Regions from separate parts of the Mus musculus genome. Here all the other regions are linked to region 1. The links are chromatin contacts, called in public HiChIP or PLAC-seq maps. All regions are on one chromosome and are shown on one strand. Each heading gives the region's core, a stretch centred on a gene start, on an enhancer-like site or on the middle of the called end of the contact. The rest is flanking DNA. Distances are from core to core; before and after follow the strand shown. Region 1 overlaps Snx10 (sorting nexin 10). Region 2 holds the start of Hoxaas3 (Hoxa cluster antisense RNA 3). Region 3 holds the start of Hotairm2 (Hoxa transcript antisense RNA, myeloid-specific 2).

Region 1 (3,746 bases), core at 703-3,202:
TGTGGGGGTAAGGAAGGGCTGTTGTGACTGTGTCACATAGCCAAGGCTGACCTTGAACTCCTGGTCCTATGTCTTCTGAGTGCTGAGATTTCTTTGACAGTGTTTTGTCTGTTAGTTCTGATTATATATATATAAATGCTGTTTTAAATTTTAATTCAAATTTATTTTATTGAGTCTCATGCAATTCATGCTTGTGTGGGGCTTGCTGTTAAGTTCTTTTTTTTTTTTTTTTTTTCCGAGACAGGGTTTCTCTGTATAGCCCAGGCTGTCCTGGAACTCACTTTGTAGACCAGGCTGGCCTCAAACTCAGAAATCCACCTGCCTCTGCCTCTACCTCCTGAGTCCTGGGATTAAAGACGTACGCCACCACGCCCGGCCTGCTGTTAAATTCTTGATCCCCCACCCCTCCTCCACCTCCCAAGACCTAAGCTTGAATCTGTGTGCCTCCACTCCACACCAGGTGAAACCCTATCTTTAAAAAAAAAAAAAATCCTTTGGCAAGGATCAGGAGGGGCATGAGAGAACTCCAAATACCCTGCTGTCAGTCAGTTTCCCCTCTTTTTATTTACTTGCTTATTTTTGAAACAGTCATACTTAGTAGTCCAGGTTAGCTTGGATTGGGCAGCATCCTTCTGCCTCAGCCTCCTGAAGAAGAGCTGGATCACAGCCATGAACTACCACGCCTGCATTTACCAGCTGTTCTAAAATGGAAATAAGCAGCCGGGCGTGGTGGCGCACACCTTTAATCCCAGCACTCGGGAGGCAGATGCAGGCGGATTTCTGAGTTCAAGGCCAGCCTGGTTTACAAAGTGAGTTCCAGGACAGCCAGGGCTATACAGAGAAACCCTGTCTCGTAAAAACAAACAAACAAAAACAACAACAAAAAACAAACAAATTAAAAAAAAAAAGGAAATAAGCAAGAGGGACTCAAATAGATCATGAGGGAAGGGAGCCATGTAGCATAAAGATCTCTGAGAAGGTGGGAGGGGTACTTGCTAGGAGGCGAGGGCTGTTTCACCGCCCACAAGGACATCCTTATTACCAGCATGTCGCTCGCTCTGGTGGCCGCCCCGGCCTGCCTCTGCTGTTCCTGTAAGTTCTGTCACCTTTCCTCCTCACGGTGGTTCATTTCCCATCTTTGTACTGCAATGGCGTCTTTTCTAGCGTGAGGAGGAAAGTCCCCAATGCGTTCGCTGTGCAGATCTGCACCCTGTTCCAAGCAGAACGTTGTCAAAATAGTTGTGAAGTTCATTTTTTTCTTGTCTGCTAATTTTAAACCCTAAATTTGGTCACGTTTGGCACCACAAGTTTAACTTCTAACACATGTTTTAGAGATTTGAACGTTAGTGCTTGGTTGATTTTTTTTTTTTTCTTTTTCATACAAATAGCCTCTAAAAGTCTGTGCTGGTTTGACTAGAAATGGCTTATAGGCTCATATTTGAATGTTTGAGGTTCCAAGTGGGCTGTTTAGGAAAGATTAGGGGGTGTAACCTTGTTGGAGGAGCTCTGTCACTGGGGGTGAACGTTGAGGTTTCAAAAACCCCCACCACTACGTGTAAGCAGTAACAACTGCTCCAGAGACATGCCTGCCTGCCGCCATACCTTTTACCTTGATGACCAAGGACTAAGTCTCAAATTGTAAGCAAGCCCTCAGGTAGTGCCTGCTAGCTTTATCTCTTCCTCCCTCCCTCTCCTCCCCTCCTTACCCCTCCTCTCACCCCTCTTCCCCTCCCTCCCTCTCTCCCTCCTTCCTTTCGTTCTTTCCTTCTTTCGACCGGGTTTCTCCATGTAGCCTTGCCTGTAGACCAGGCTGGCCCCAGACTCAGAGATCCGCCTGGGATTAAAAGCCGTGGCACCACGCCTTTCTAGTGTTTCTTTATAAGTTGCCTTGGCCTTGGTGTCTGCTCACAGCAATGGAACAGTGACTCAGACCAAATTTTGGTATGCTAGCTCAAAGCATGCAGGTCCCTGCGTCAGACCCAGCGGCAGCACACACAGGCGCCGGGTCTGTGACAGGCATTGTTCAGGCCCATACCTTTTTCTCCACATCTTTTTACTATTAACCTCTGAGCCGTTTGGCTGGGACATCCTTATCTCTCCCATTTCCGGTAACCGCTTTCCCGGCTTATTTCCCTAAGTGCTTCCAAGCAGTGCCCCGAGGTTTCCTGGTTCAAATGCCTGCCGAGAGCTACAATTATCTAACCACGGGGTGGTACCTGAGGCACCCAGCTTGTGGGTTGGCTTCTCCGGAGTCCAACACACATCCTTGGTGTTGCAACTCATCCTTAGGGAGGGTCACAAAAGTAGGGTAAAGGGACTGTAGCCCTGGACAGGATCCTGTCCTCCGAGAGCCCTGGGGGCCCTGGGGATGTGTGGGAGCGTGCTTGCCCTGCCCAGTGCAGAGCAGGTAAGAAAACTGCTCCCCAGAAAACCTAGTGAAATACCTAGTGTCCTTGAGAATATGAGCATAAGAAGTCAGCAGTCACTTAAAACTTTAAATTAGAAAAATAGCCGAGGGTGCTGGAGAGATGGCTCAGCGGTTAAGTGCACTGAGTGCTCTTCCCAAGGTCCTGAGTTCAAATCTCAGCAACCACATGGTGGCTCACAACTATCCGTAATGAGATCTGATGCCCTCTCTGGTGTGTCTGAAGAGAGTAACGGTGTACTTAGATATAATAATAAATAAATCTGAAAAGAAAAGAAAAGAAAAAAGGAAAGAAAAGAAAAGAAAAGAAGGGAGGGGAGGGGAAAGGGAAAGAAAATAGCCGAGTATCTTATGAGAAAGTGGAGCACAGAGAAGCGAAGCTAACTTAGTTCCTGTGAGTGTTTGGGTGTGTGCGTGTGTGCCTGTGCGTGCGTGTGCGTGTGTCGGTTATCTAGCTGGTTACTTGGAGGAGCGGGTTCTCCCACTGCTCGCATGCAGGGGGTTGAATTTAGGTTGTTGTGCTTGGCAGTGAGCACCTCTGTTACGTCACCTTTCTCGTCCCTGTATTTGCCTGCATGTATGTATGTGCATACCTGGCACACAGCTCAGAAGAGGTCACTGGATCCCTGGAACTGGAGTTATGGATGGTTGTGAGCCTTCCTGTGGCTGCAGAGAATCCAGCATCACTGAGCCATTTTTCCAGCTCCCAATTTTTTTTTTTTGAGGAAGAGTTTCACTTTGTCTTGCGCGCGCTGGACTGGCCAGCAGTAACGACGCTGCAACAGGATCCTTCTGCACACGTTTATTGGGAGAGCTTGATTGCAGAGGCGAAGAGACCCCCAAGCCCAGAACTGGTGCTGCTTATATAGGCCTAGGAGAGGCATGTCTCACACCCGGATTGGTTATGCACTAAGCCTCATTTGCATGTTCCTCATCTGATTGGCTACTCTCTCGCTGTACCTCACAGAGCCTCATTATCATACCTCATTTGCATGTCTCACATCTGATTGGTTATACTCTCAAAGCCTCATTATCATGCCTGGGCCAGGCAGTGTCTTTGCAAAAAACTTTACTGCATATGTACACATTGGTTGTTTGTCCAAACTTATGCGTGGTGGCCAGCAGTAGTCAGTGCCATTCTGCAACGGCACATGTGGCTTCCCACAACTGTGTATTCCTAATTGGCCTGGAATGCTGGAGTGTGCTCTGTAGACCAGGCTGTCCTCAAACTCAGAAATCTGCCTGTTTCTTCCTCCTTAGTGCTGGGATTAAAGGTGTGCACAACTATGCCTGGGTGTGTTTTTTGTTTGTTTGTTGTTTT
Region 2 (3,746 bases), core at 426-2,925, 650 kb after region 1:
AGAAGACACCAGGACAGGCCAGAAAGTTCCCACTTAAGCTTGGCTTAAGCACATGGGAGGCTGGGGCCCCGATGGAATTGTACCCAGGAAATTTATATTTTACCTAACTTCACTCATTGGTACAATCTTGGAGACTGTTTTGGAAAACATAGATTATGTAAATTTCCTGGGATCAAACAGAAAGAACAAATAACAAAAGAGAAGAGGAAATCTCCTACTGACAAAGGGGTAATTTCTTCCTAAAGTACCCTTTATGATGTGTCAAGAAAAACAACCTAATGGCTCTGGGGACTTTTAAGTTGGGCATTTGAAGACACCTCAATTTCCCTTAAAACTTTAGGCACAGTTTTAGAAGAGAGAATTTGTCTGCAGTTGGAGAGGGTTACATTTCTCTATCTTTAGTGTTATCTAGGGAAGCCCTTAAGCTGCCTTTTGAGGGTCCTGTGCATAGATGTCTTATTCCTACAAAGACCGGGATGGGAAAGGAAAGAAGGGAGGCAGAGACAGGCAAGGCGGAAGAAAAGAAAGCGCTTTAACCCCTTTCAATTACCCTGAGGATTCAAAGACTAAAGTTAAATCCGGCCATAAAGTTTATTGCTTCAGACTCACAGGCTGGTGAGAACACTACCAGTCAAATGAAAAGAACTAACAGGGTTGGGCCTAGCCCGGTGCGGGGACAGCAGAGTACCTCCTAGGTGGGGACCCACTGTCCCCAACATCCTGTGGGTGCAGCCTGCTCCTGCTACACAGCCAAGGCCCCAGTCAGTTTCCACTCTCTCCAGTCGGTCTGAAACTCAGGCCCAAAGGCTGCCCGCCTCAATTCAGTCTTGCCAAATGACCCTGGCCCTGCGAAGACATATTGCCTCAGCCCCACAAGGAATCCCGCCAGTGTCGGCCTCGGTCCTTTCCGGGCCTTTCTTTCAAACTCTCGAGTTCAGTTTACCCCTCTCCTCCAGTGGCCTGCGTCCCTTCAACTCCCAGAGCTCCACGACCCCCAAAGAGCCTGGGCCTGACCAACCTTAGAAAGAAGGCCCGGGGCTGCCAAGTTTTCACAGACAGACCCATTTTCACACACGCGCGCGCGCGCGCACACACACACACACACACACACACACACACACACACAATCATCTTTTTGCACGCCGGCGGGAGCAGCGGAAGTCATTAACATCACGATTGTGCAGCAATTAAAGTTAGGCCTGGGGAAGCCGTTCTCGGCCGGCCACAGGCATTCTTCACCGCGCAGCCTCCACAAGGCTGGCTCTGGCTTTGCTAATTTAGGCAGGCAGAGGGAAAAGTTTGTTCTCCCATTTTGAATACTGAGCCAGACAGAAAGAGAGGACAAGAAACTTTTTAAGAGTGAAAATAAACTCAAGAGGCGAGCTTACCTTAACATGGAGGGAGCCATTTTTCAGAGTTTTGAGAACTTGTGGTTTGGACACTTCTGGACCTAAAATTGACACTTTGAATGACCAGGCAGCACACGTAGCCTGCAAAAGAGTCAAATGGAGTCCAGCGTTAGTGAGATTATATGTTATGTGGTATATAATGTTGGATGTCAACTCCCCAAAACCATAAAACTTACTTTAATGGCCCCACGTGACGTTTTATAGCCAGTGAGGCGATCTGTCTGTGCTATGGATGATTTTACGATCTAATTCATAGACAAAACCCTATTCATTTGGCACCCAAATGTCATATAGCCGGAACTGGGGCTTATAAAGTTTACTGTTTTATAACTTTTAAAAGGAAAGACGGCATCCGTGTAAGCAGCCAGTAAATGTGCAAATCTCTAGTTGGGCTTTAGCTGCTCTGAGGAGTTTCCCAGTGGAGCTAGGATGGGGTAAGTACTTTCCATTTGTAGCAAATTAATTGTAGCAAAAGAAGCCAAGTGGTTCAGTAAGGGTAGAGGGAACTGAGTGCTGGGGTTGGTTAGTGGGCAGAGGGTTTGGGGTCTACAGCCTGGCAGAGAAGCCTCTTCAACAAGGCCTACAATAGCCTTGGATCTATGTGGGCCGGAGTGTGGCTAACAAAGCCCTGGCTTCTCTCTCTTTCTCTTCCTCTCCTTTTTGGTACAAAGTTAACTTGGTTTCCTCAGAGATGGACAAGGTGGACTCAAGCTTTGGAACCTCCTACAGCTTTTCCCACTATGTTCTTCTGGCCTGAGGTTTCTGATGGTTCTGAGTGAGGAAAGCTATGAGTCAAGGTGTTGGTGTGAAGCCACAATGAACAGGCAGGCTGCCCAGGTAGCCGCAGACTCAGCAGCCTACAGTACTATTGGACAGACAGAAAAGCAGAAAGAGCAGCTTGCTATTTGGCATAAATCAGACCAAGAGAACTTACAATAGAAAGTTTATTTTGTTTTGTTTCCAGTCAGTGTTTTTTTTCCTTAAAAACAAATACAAAAAAAAAAAAAAGCTGATCACAGTTTGCTTAAACAGCCAGACTTGGACAATATTTGTAACTTTTTCACAAAAACATACATCACTGAAGCTGCGCTTATAAGAGCCACTTCCAGAGTTCGTGCAAAGGGTCCTACAAAGGCACGCAGGGACACACCGCTTGGAGTCACAGTTTTCGTCACAGAGCCACTAGCCACTACACGTTGAACAAGTTAATTTGTGTCTTATCAAGTCACCTCTACAACAGCATTAATTACACAAGGAATATAGGTAGTTTGAATAAAAATATCTTTAACAGCTTGGAGCTATTGAGACAGGAACACTTCCACGTACATGCACATTAAAGAACTCAAGTGCAACACACAACATTGGCACTAAACGAGGTGGGGGGGCTTTTTGTGTGTGTAGTTTTTTTTTCTCTTTTCTTTTTTTTTTTTTTTTGTTTTAGTTACTTCAAGTAACACAGCTTGCTTCATATAAATAAGTTAAAACATCTATTTTTTTTTCAAGACAAAGCCATTCAGGACAAAGAGATGAACAGAAGCAGATCTACTTATACAGGCGCTATAATGGCAATAAACAGGCTCATGATTAAAAGATGAATTAGGGCAACGAGAACAGGGCTTCTTCACAGAAGGAACACAAGGGGAGTTTCAGAAAGTCACCTTAGTACTGACACTACAGAGAGCTGCCCGGCTACTACTGCTCAGTACTTTGGCCGCTCAGATGCTCAGGGGCGGAAAGCCCCCCCTGCCGCGGCCATACTCATGCTTTTCAGCTTATTATCTTTTTTCCACTTCATCCTCCTGTTTTGGAACCAGATTTTAATTTGTCTCTCGGAGAGGCAAAGGGCATGAGCTATTTCGATCCTTCTTCGGCGGGTCAGGTAGCGGTTGAAGTGGAATTCTTTCTCCAGCTCCAGGGTCTGGTAGCGAGTGTAGGCCGTCCGGGCCCTTTTGCCTTCTGGGCCACCTATATTGTCTGTAACAAAAAAGTCAGCGGTTTAGCCACCAACTCCTCAGCACCTGGTTCCAAAACTCAGCCAGGGTCCTGAGCTGCGGAGAAGGCTCAACAAGTTCTCCTTCCTCACCCACCCTCCCCAAATTTCCTTCTCCCTTCCTTTCTGGCGAGAAAAACAACCGGATTTGGACTCTGGGAACAACCGACCCACCTGAGGCAGGAACTCTGGGTTTAAAGACAGCTTGGCTTTCCCTCGCCCCCTAGTCTGCTCTTTAGCCCTTTACGAGTTGTCCTAAGTGGGGGCACTGCCCTCCCAGTCTGCCCACCGCCCAGAAACGCACTGAAGCACTACTTTTTTTTCTCAGTTCCCAAGTGGCCTCTAGG
Region 3 (3,746 bases), core at 837-3,336, 600 kb after region 1:
CAAACACTTGGTTTGATTTCCACGAGCTCACCTGGAAGAGTCTGATTCTGGAGAAGAGAGTGTAAATCTAAATCGCTTTCCAGGTTATGTGGCACAGAATTAGAAATGTACCTAGACCCTTTACAGCCATGGTGGTAATGAAAGTTGAATCTTAAGGGATAAGATATGCAAGGCAGAGATGTAAGGAACTGCTGGGAGGGGTGGATGCTGATGTAAATAGGGAAAAGAAGGCTTTATTGAGAACAGACCATCAACTTAAAAGGTAATATAGCCTGACAATCAAAAAAAAAAAAAAAGGAACCGGGGACATCCTTACATCCTTACCATACTGAAGCTGATTAAATGTGAGTCTCTTTGCTCTGGGTTCAAGAATGTGAGGAAAGAGTGACTGAAGACAGTTTTCAGCTTTTGAAGGGGCTGGGTTTATGTTTATGTCAACATTCAGTTGGAGGTGAAAAGGTTAGCACTTGACCCAGGAAGTATCCATGTTTGTTGCAAATAGAGATCTCTGTCATATATTTCTTTACTGTTTTTTTTCCAGTTTGAACTCTGATTATAATAAAAAAAGAGCTGTTGTTATTGTAAAAAGTTCGGTGCATTAAATAGACATAGGTTGGATGAAAATGTTCTTCCAGGGAAAGCTGCAAGCTTCATGACAGAGGAAAGCCTACTTCTTTGAAAATAAACACCACCCTCCCTTCCCCATGTGAAATGGGCCAACTTAGTAGTAAGCAACCACTGTAGTCCAGCCAAATACACAAGATGCTTAGGCATACCTAAAACTTGAATACTTTTATTACAGACATCTTAAGACCCGTAAACTCTGCTCTGGACCACATCACTCCAGGATCTCAGAGCTGTTCATGATTGTACAGTAAATGGAGACTATCATAGGCTCACAAAGAATAACTGATAGAACTCAGTGTGATATTTCAGGGACATCAGAACATTGTGCGACATGCAGAAGACTAGTCACGAATCACACAAAATATACATTCATTGTGCCATCCATCACATTAACAATTAGCTGGAAATACACTGGATCCAGCCATGATACAAGACAGTGTGGAAGGAAAGGGTGACTGAAAGAATGAATACCTTTGGGTTACAAATGATCCAGCATGATTTTTAAATGCAGGGTGGCCAGAGAAGCAGGAAGAATTGGTTAGAGTTTGGGAAGACCTGGCACAGGCAAAGTGCTTGGCAGGCCTTCTTAACTCTGAAAGAACCAATTGAGGCCAACTTCTGAGGCATCTGACTCTGTTTGAATGAAAGAGGTTTTCTTCTTTCGCCCATAATCACACATGAACTGTACCAGTTTTGAGAATTTGTCCACCCTGTTTGATTTAGTGACCTACATATTTCTATAAAATGTGTATAAAGATAAATCTCTGACGGGAAAGCATTTACAACCAGCAAACTCACACACATGAAACCAGCTAAGTTAGGGGGTGAATTAATTGTGTAAACACAGTGCATCTCTTCTTCATGAGTCTTTGGACACTCTCTCTCCTCTATGTCCTACTTAAGGGCTAGGTGGAGAAGAACAATACATAGATAAAAGGAGAGATGCCTCCTTCCTGCAAATGTCTGATGGCAAAGGGAACTAACTGTTCTCCAGCCGACATCTAAAAGGAATCATAGGTTGTGGGGAGAAAAAAATCTCACAACAGTGAAGGAAAGGATGTTGGGAGCCATCAGCAATTGATGTGGACACCCGATGTGGATGAAGGAGTTAACTTCCAACCAAGGCTCCAGAATTCTCTGGAAATACCTTATCTTGGCCAGGAGCTCCCCAGATGGGACGAGAAAGGAAGAGAGAGTCTGTAAAGAAAGGAAGATAAGCTAAGAATGTGCTTTGGGTAAGAAATCCCAGCCCAGGGAGAAGCCTGGGCTGCAGAGTTGGGCTGGAGTAGCCTCAGTGGGAGGTAGTCAGAGTGTCTGAGGTAGACGATGCCGGAGAAGGGGCACTGGGCGAGGGGCTAGATTTCTCAGATGATTCTTCCGTTTTCTCATCGCTGCCAGGAGGAGTGGCAGGGGAGATGGGCAGGAGCCCCTCCTTCTCACGCTTCTTCTGCTTCATGCGGCGATTCTGGAACCAGATCTTCACCTGGGTCTCATTGAGCTGTAGGGACGCGGCAATCTCCACCCTGCGCGCTCGTGTAAGGTACTTGTTGAAGTGGAACTCCTTCTCCAGCTCTGTGAGCTGCTTGGTGGTGAAATTGGTGCGCACTGCGTTGGGTTGACCCACGTAGCCGTACTCTCCAACTTTCCCTAGGGTAGGGGAGGAAGAGAGAAAAGATTAAAAAAAAAATCTTAAACCTTTATCCAGATTGCCCCAAGCTTGAGGCAATATTCGGTTAACTACTCAGCGAGCACAAACCCTATCGGGAAGCGCCAGTGACGATGTGTAAGCAGTGTTAACCTGAAGTCAACCATTAGTGTGATCAGGCTCGTGATTAATGGAGCCTTGTAGATATTAACAGGACATCACCATCACCACCATCACCACCATCACCACCTCCCACTCCCCGCACACTATCTAACTATAGACCATTTAAACCTCAGCCCCTGTGAAACGCTTTTGCCTCTGCACACCTGGGCACCCTACACCACTCACTACAACTCTAGATGACATTAGACATAAACAAGAACCAATCTTTTAAAAATCATTCATTTTCCTAGGAAACTAGGTGTGCCAGCCCCTTTCAAAAATCGAACAGCATTTGTCTGTCAGCCGGCAGGACTTACCTGTTTTGGGAGGGTTTCTTTTAACTTTCATCCAGTCAAAGGTCTGCGCTGGAGAAGACGTCTCTGAAGCAGGGGAACGACAGGCTTCTTGGTGGCTGGCGTGGAGAGGGGATAAGGAGTTATTATACGTGGCCAGGGCCAGAGTCTGCTGCTCTTGTCCATATGAGTGGTGAATGTACTGGGGCGAGCCCACTGTGCCCCCAGCATAACCCTGGTGGTGGTGGTGATGCTGGACCATGGGAGTCGAGAGGTTTCCAGAGTAAACAGCGGGAGCGCACGGGGGGTACCCACCACTTACGTCTGCTTCCTGATTTAATCCATAGGGGCCATAAGGCGCACTGAAGTTCTGCGCGCCATAGCTTGGACCACAACTCGAGTGGGAATAAGAAATCCCAAGGTTTCCAGAAGTCTGGTAAGTAGCCGTCTGGGGGTGGTGATGGTGGTGGTGGTGGTGGTGGTGGTGGGGCGAGCTGATCTGCACCCCCCTGCCCACTAGGAAGCGGTCGTCGCCGCCGCAGCTGTTGGCACTGACCGCGCAGGATTGGAAAGTTGTAATCCCATGGTCAGAGGGGTAAGCTCGCGCCGAGCAGGTCCCAGAGTCGCCACTGCCAAGGATGGGGTATTCCAGAAAGGAGTTCATTCTTGCATTGTCCATCTGTCACTGAGTGATTGGATCCTGCGAAGCCCTGGGTGACCGTGCCAACTTTCTCACTTCCTCCATAGGACCAGAGAAGAAAAATGATATGAATGTACAGTGCGCAAGAGGCGGGGCGGGCAGGCGGAGGGCTCGAGGGGAGGACACGTGACTCTACCAGCCAATGGCTGAGCCGCCTGCGAAAGTTTACCGGCTGCGGCCGTGATGGATCACCGTTTCAGTGGCATTTAAATCCCCGGCGCTCCTCAGTGTAGGTGACGCGCGCTCGCCCCCCCAGGCAGCCCGGGCCGCGGCGGTAGCAGCGGCCGCTCCCGGAGCTGACTTGGAGCACTGGGACCAA

The links. HiChIP or PLAC-seq counts read pairs in DNA pulled down with a chosen protein or histone mark.
Region 2: an H3K4me3 HiChIP or PLAC-seq map of embryonic stem cells shows a contact between it and region 1, with 5 times the contacts expected there. The contact joins the promoter of Hoxaas3 here to the enhancer-like site in region 1. A contact is called at or near these places in 6 of 39 promoter capture datasets (the HPC-7 cell line, HPC-7-derived erythroid cells, cranial neural crest and 4 more), 1 of 15 datasets of contacts at CTCF or cohesin (the NIH/3T3 cell line), 2 of 484 Hi-C or Micro-C datasets (embryonic stem cells and muscle stem cells), 14 of 115 datasets of contacts at active chromatin or transcription factors (acute myeloid leukemia, bone marrow-derived macrophages, craniofacial prominence and 8 more) and 1 of 9 other capture datasets (adipose tissue).
Region 3: a contact with region 1 is called in an H3K27ac HiChIP or PLAC-seq map of embryonic stem cells, with 5 times the contacts expected there. The contact joins the promoter of Hotairm2 here to the enhancer-like site in region 1. A contact is called at or near these places in 3 of 39 promoter capture datasets (the 3T3-L1 cell line, the C10 cell line and frontonasal cranial neural crest), 3 of 115 datasets of contacts at active chromatin or transcription factors (embryonic hindbrain, embryonic stem cells and microglia) and 1 of 9 other capture datasets (embryonic stem cells).

Annotation. Positions count from the first base shown.
Region 1 is chr6:51,552,134-51,555,879 of GRCm38.p6, forward strand. All of the region lies in intron 1 of Snx10 (sorting nexin 10), which reads left to right. Among named protein-coding and RNA genes, the nearest start is that of Snx10, 30 kb to the left of the region's middle. Within about 2 kb of position 1,953, at least 24 of the 459 cell types and tissues checked have an H3K27ac peak or open chromatin away from gene starts, as enhancers often do. A contact at or near this core is called in embryonic stem cells, where this site is marked.
Region 2 is chr6:52,199,449-52,203,194 of GRCm38.p6, forward strand. It overlaps Hoxaas3 (Hoxa cluster antisense RNA 3), which reads left to right and starts at 1,676. Exons shown (of 3, transcript NR_015611.2): 1 at 1,676-1,843. It overlaps Hoxa3 (homeobox A3), which reads right to left. Exons shown (of 5, transcript NM_010452.3): 2 at 1,389-1,490. It overlaps Hoxa5 (homeobox A5), which reads right to left. Exons shown (of 2, transcript NM_010453.5): 2 at 2,306-3,383. The coding sequence ends at 3,133.
Region 3 is chr6:52,154,816-52,158,561 of GRCm38.p6, forward strand. Hotairm2 (Hoxa transcript antisense RNA, myeloid-specific 2) reads left to right here and starts at 2,087. Exons shown (of 3, transcript NR_146400.1): 1 at 2,087-2,167; 2 at 3,075-3,163; 3 at 3,475-3,714. Hoxa1 (homeobox A1) reads right to left here and starts at 3,502. Exons shown (of 2, transcript NM_010449.4): 1 at 2,752-3,502; 2 at 552-2,274. The coding sequence starts at 3,406. The coding sequence ends at 1,919. It overlaps Hotairm1 (Hoxa transcript antisense RNA, myeloid-specific 1), which reads left to right and starts at 3,709. Exons shown (of 2, transcript NR_131181.1): 1 at 3,709-3,746.